2 separate regions of the Danio rerio genome follow, and region 1 is linked to region 2. Evidence: chromatin contacts called from public HiChIP or PLAC-seq data. All regions are on one chromosome and are shown on one strand. The core of a region is the stretch at or near the end of the contact, and the rest is flanking DNA. Distances in the headings are between cores, read along the strand shown. Region 1 holds the start of ephb3a (eph receptor B3a). Region 2 overlaps mfsd8l2 (major facilitator superfamily domain containing 8-like 2).

Region 1 (2,920 bases), core at 364-2,863, 140 kb after region 2:
GTGTGTACTTATAAGACTAACATAAGTGCTCTCTACAAAAATGTAGTGGAAAGTAAACAAACCTCGAAGGTATCAATCGCCTTTCTCTCCCCCCCCAAAACCACACCTAGGCTCAATACTAGTCACGTTTTTACCTCACTGCTGTTTTTAAAACATCACCTGACTTGGATATAATGTCGAAAAACGGATTGTTACTTTGATGAGACTACAATTTTCTCACCTATACAATTCTTTGAACAGCTGCAATCATGAAAGCCAATTAGCATGTGTGGCAATTACAATGAAGTGATGCTGCTATCACAACTATCAGGGTGACTTAAAAGCCTTTAGGGTGAAATGTGTCACACCAGAGCAACAGGGGGCTTTCAGCAGCTCTGAACCATGTGTCACAAGCAGCACAAAGCACATCTGAAAAATCTAAAAACTACATGGGATTTTTAATACGGCGATGATTGAAGCGAAAGGTTGTTATGATAATCTCCGAGGGCTCTCGCGAGTAAATTAAAAATGGTGTGTAAACGTGTTCAAACAACTGCAAAAGGATTCATTTAGCCTGTGGTTTACAGTTTGTTATACCTTATAACAAAGGCACGGACTAACAACATCGTCTGTATCAATATGTGCTATGGGCATGCCACAAAACAAACACCTTGCTGCTTTGTTTGCAGCTTTAGAACAGGGTTTTAAAACAATTCACTATAAGAGACCTTTAAATGAATCCGAATTATGTAAATCAAACGCAATTTCGGATATATTAAATAATGGTATTGCCGTGAACACTAAAATAAGACAGTAAAGGTATTAAACCTATGTTTTGTCTTTTTATTTAAACGCCCAATATGTTCTATTGTACATCTGCATATGTTTTATTATCCAGCCGAAGCGTTTCAGCCTGTAAATAAAATGCAAAATCGCACCATTTAAGTTCTAGTCGAAGTTTTCCAACCCGAACAGTCCGCGCCGTCCGTAAATCACAAGGTTATAAGTTCTGCTCTATCTCTTTTCTCTCTATATATATTTGTTATTAAATGTTCTAATCTTTCCGTGAATAGACTAGCAAAAGGGGTGACCAACAGCAGCTCGCAATCCGAGTGGCCCCGTAACAAAGAGCGTTTGCACTTACCCTCAACAGCGAGAATAACGGGAACCCAAAGGCTGTATAATAACAGCGAATAATCCATTGTCATGAAGCTTGAGGATGCAACATGAAGAAGCGTTTTGTCTATGTGTCACCGGGACAGAAAGTCTCGTTAAATCTCAGCATTCATGATCGAATTCACGCCTTGAGAGAGAGAAAAAAACAGCCTGTGAAAAATGCACAGCTCCGCTTTGGTGTGGTTGTCTTCGCGTCTTTCATTCGGACCACGGAATCCACGGATGCTCTTCCTCTATCATGCTCTTCTACATGTGTGGCATCATCCTCCTCATCCTCCGTGTGAAAGAAGCTGTTGATTCTTTGCGACTGCACGGAGGAGTGTCAGTTGCGAGGAATGATTGGGGGGCGAAAAGCTCTATTGGTCCCATGACAAAACCCTGCGGGATACCGCTGATAACTTACACACTAAGTAGAATACTCTGCTATGTTCTTTTATTTGTGCATGTTTTTTTTTTTTGTGTTAAATATATGTGCTTCTTTTATTGTTTATGTCACAGTGCATGAATAGCACAAGAATCCTCAGAAGCTGATTTGTAGGGAATTGGGAATGTATGGGTATTCTTTGATGCACAGCGCCACTCGCTGTTTGTTTACTGCAGGAATTGGTGTGCTGTAGTTTAAGAAGGGAGTGACTTGGCAATTGGCCACAGAGAGTCACGTAGCAGTCACCCAGCACCAATAATAAAATCATCATCCAGCTTTCTGCTGATTAAATAATAGGCTGCACGTTGAAGGCTGTGGAAAACTGTAAACAGTCTTCAAAAGCTGTAAATTATTGATATGTACAGTACAGTGCTGGGCAGTTTTTCCCCTAAATGCAATCTGGCGCTTCTTTGATCTTTAAAAACAGGAATACAAAAGAAGAGCGTAAACCACACTTTTATAAACACAAAGAGTGTCTTACGCAAGTTTTATGAAAGTATAATCAAAAAGTGTAAAATTCAATACAAAAAAAAAATGCAATAGTTGATTAAACCAATGTTACCCAACCTTGTTCCTGGAGGCACACCAACAGAATATCCCCCTTATCTGACCTATACATTTTAGGCTTTGGAGTCTCTTCTAATGTTTTGATGAGTTTATTTATGTGTGTGATAGAGAAGAGGTTGAAAATGTGTACTATTAGTGTGCCTTCAGGAACATGGTTGGGATACAATTAATTAAACATCAGCAAAACTATTCAAAATTAGTCTTTTGTGATGGCAACAAGACATACATTTTTAGAAAGCGAGTATAGAAACAATGTATAATTTCCCTTATCTGACCCAGATTTTAGGCTTTGGATCTCTTCTAATGTTCTGATGAGTTGATTTAGGGGTGTTTGATTGGGAAGAGGTTGAAAATGTGTACTTTTAGTGTGCCTGCAGTGACATGGTTGGGAAACACTCGATTAAACAACAGCAAGTTTATTCAAAATTAGTCTTTTGTAATGGCAACAAGACATACATTTTTAGATAGTGAGTATAGAAACAATGTTTAATTTCCCTTATCTGACCCACATTTTAGGCTTTGGAGTCTCTTCTAAAGTTCTGATGAGTTGATTTAGGTGTGTTTGATTAGGAAGAGGTTGAAAATGTGTACTTTTAGTGTGCCTTTTGGGACATGGTTGGGAAACACTCGATTAAACAACAGCAAGACTATTCAAAATTAGTCTTTTGTGATGACAACAAACACATTTTTAGAAAGCGGGTATAGAAACAATAATCCCCCTTATCTGACCCATACATTTTAGGCTTTTGGAGTCTCTTCTAATGTTCTAATGAG
Region 2 (2,787 bases), core at 24-2,523:
ACTGTGTCGCTAAGCGTATAACTAATCATTTAATTAAAAATGAGACTAAAAATAAACATGTGTTGTACAAATTATGTTAAATTTCTACATTTAGCATCATCAGCAACAGTAGTGGGAACAGTGAATTTTTCACAGTACTGAATATTTTACAATTAATTTTTATTTAGCTGATTATTTCTTCATTTTAATTTTCAATAAAATTACATGTTCTAAGTTTTGTTTTTTTACAAGCGAAAGTTTCTTGCAGTACTGTTTTTGTAATAAATGGAAAGCAAATTCGATGTTTCCTCCCTTTTTTGGTGGATCAGAAAAATGGTCCAACCCGTGACTAAAATGCCACAATGTGATCCCAGCTGTGAGATTTGTGTTCAGTTACACCACTAGTATTTATATTTAGTTAACCACACCAAGATTACCGAGGCTTGTCAATGCATATATGACATTTCATAAGGGTCTAAATAGAAATAACAATATGTCGGCTATTTTCGTTTATCATAAATGTTTACCAATGTAATATGAAATTACATATAAAGATGTATTTACATTTCCCAGTGTTGGGTTGCAGCTGGAAGGGCATCCTCTGCATAAAACATATGCTGGATAAGTTGGCGGTTCATTCCGCTGTGGCGACCCAAGATTAATAAAGAGACTAAGGTGAAAAAGAAATACTCTTCAGATACAATTCATATACATGTATGCGTCCGCTTCAGTTTTCTCTTGTTTTATATTAGTAATTCTTCCATAAGTAGGCCTGATATTTTTTAAAGCATACCGAAGTGTACCTCTTCGCAAGAATTTTAAAAATAGACCCATCATGGCATTATGAATTCCACCTATAAAGAGAAAAACTCACTGCGTTCATTAGCATTTCCACTGTGTACAGTCTGGATTAGCGTGACTGTGACAATGTCATTTGAAAACAGACCGAAATTCCTGTCATAACTTTTATTTTGTGTGAGCCAACTGAATTAATCTAATTCAGACTCCTGCTACGCAACTTTAAGCCACAATAATGAAACAAATAAAGAGCAAAATGTGGAGCTAAGTGCTAAAAGTGGGCCACTGAATGAGAAATGCTATTATCCGCAAGCGACAGTCAACAACACATTCTCTCTGCGGCACGACAAAAAAAGGCTGTCATTGGTTAAATGAATCTATCTGTGTGATTTTTGATATTTCAGCACAGAGCAGGAGCCCCTCTTCTCTGCGGTGTGTCTGCCAAAGTTTAGCGCTCGTGTGGGGCTGTGCAGAGCAGATGCTGGAGCAGTGGGAGAGCAGAGACCCTGCCAGAGCTAGCAGACCGCGAACAGCGAGACAACACACACACGCACACACACACACAAACCATTTGGAATAAACATAGCCTTCATTCTCAAATATTTCGATTTTTTTTTCCCATTTTTTTTATTGTTTTAATGTTTTATTGTTACCCCTCATCATTTGTGAATTTATTGTTAATTATAGTGTATTTACTGAGTGACACTTTTAATGTAAATGTCATATGATTGGAGGGTCCCCTGATACAGTATGTATTTTTTAATAAATAAACACATGATGGCGCTATTGTCCCTTATTGAGATCCACACACTAAACAACTGCAGGACTTTCTGTCTTTGTATGTGTGTGTGCGTGTGTGTGTGCGCTCGAGAGAGAGAGAGAGAGAGAGAAAGAGAGAGAGAGAGAATGATAAAGGGAAAGACACTGAGTTTCTCGAAAACAAATGATTCATGCAATTATTCTACACAGATCATTGGTCATTTCTTTGGATATTTACTCATCTTAAGAAGGAAATTGAATATTTATGTCTCCTCTGGTGCACGCAATATGCTTTTTGTAGATTGTTTTGAAATAGTATTACTGTAAACTCATTAAAATCTGTGTTTACCACATACAAGAGCTTTAAATTAATGAATCAACACTGACATCATTGTGCCGTATTGTCATTCAGTTAAGCTGCTTTCGCTGAGGTGTCCTTATATAACCCATTCTTCAATTCTTTAATGTTAGAAATAGCTACATTATCGTTGATATTTTATTCATGCATCTTAAATATTTCACTGCCATTTTGGATTGTTGTTATGATGGGCCATTTCTGCTGAGTTCAGTGACGTTTCATCTGTAGCAAGGTATCCAGCAAACTGTTCCTCCATTAATGGGCCTTTAATGTGTAACCTAGATGTCTAACTGCTATTTGCATAATATTACAAATAATATAGTTAAAAAGTAAACAATTTCCTGCTGAAAAAAACAGCTAAGACCTGCCAGCCGGACCAGCTAAGACCAGCCTGACCAGCTAAAACCACCCAAAATCAGCCAGCCTGACCAGCTGAAACCACCCAAGATCAGCCAGCCTGACCAGCTGAAACCACCCAAGATCAGCCAGCCTGACCAGCTGAAACCACCCAAGACCATCCTGACAAGCTAAAACTAGTTAAAACCAGCCTGACCAACTAAAACCACCTAAGATCCGCCTGTCTGACCAACTAAGTCCAGCCTGACCAGCTAAAACCACCTAAGATCAGCCAGCTTGATCAGCTAAAACCAACTAAGACCAGCCTGGCAAGCTAAAACCAGCCTGAACCAACTAAGACCAGCTAAAAAGTGGCCAAAACCCCTTTAAAACCAGCTTGACCTGCTAAAACCAGCTAAGACCAGCTTGACCAGCTAAAATCAGCGAAGACCAAACTGACCAACTAAGACCAGCTAAAAAGCGGCCAAAACCAGCCTGACCAGCTAGGACCAGCTTTGCCAGCTAAGACCAGCTTGACCAGTTAAACCAACTAAGAC

What was found. HiChIP or PLAC-seq counts read pairs in DNA pulled down with a chosen protein or histone mark.
Region 1: a contact with region 2 is called in an H3K4me3 HiChIP or PLAC-seq map of gastrula embryo, with 8 times the contacts expected there. The contact joins the promoter of ephb3a here to the enhancer-like site in region 2. A contact is called at or near these places in 4 of 18 Hi-C or Micro-C datasets (caudal fin, embryo and skeletal muscle) and 3 of 4 datasets of contacts at active chromatin or transcription factors (caudal fin, embryo and gastrula embryo).

Annotation. Positions count from the first base shown.
Region 1 is chr2:8,356,002-8,358,921 of GRCz12tu, forward strand. It overlaps ephb3a (eph receptor B3a), which reads right to left and starts at 1,614. Exons shown (of 16, transcript NM_131097.2): 1 at 1,124-1,614. The coding sequence starts at 1,187.
Region 2 is chr2:8,212,403-8,215,189 of GRCz12tu, forward strand. mfsd8l2 (major facilitator superfamily domain containing 8-like 2) reads left to right here. Exons shown (of 12, transcript XM_073923153.1): 12 at 1,182-1,560. Among named protein-coding and RNA genes, the nearest start is that of mfsd8l2, 28 kb to the left of the region's middle. Within about 2 kb of position 1,274, at least 19 of the 62 cell types and tissues checked have an H3K27ac peak or open chromatin away from gene starts, as enhancers often do. A contact at or near this core is called in gastrula embryo, where this site is marked.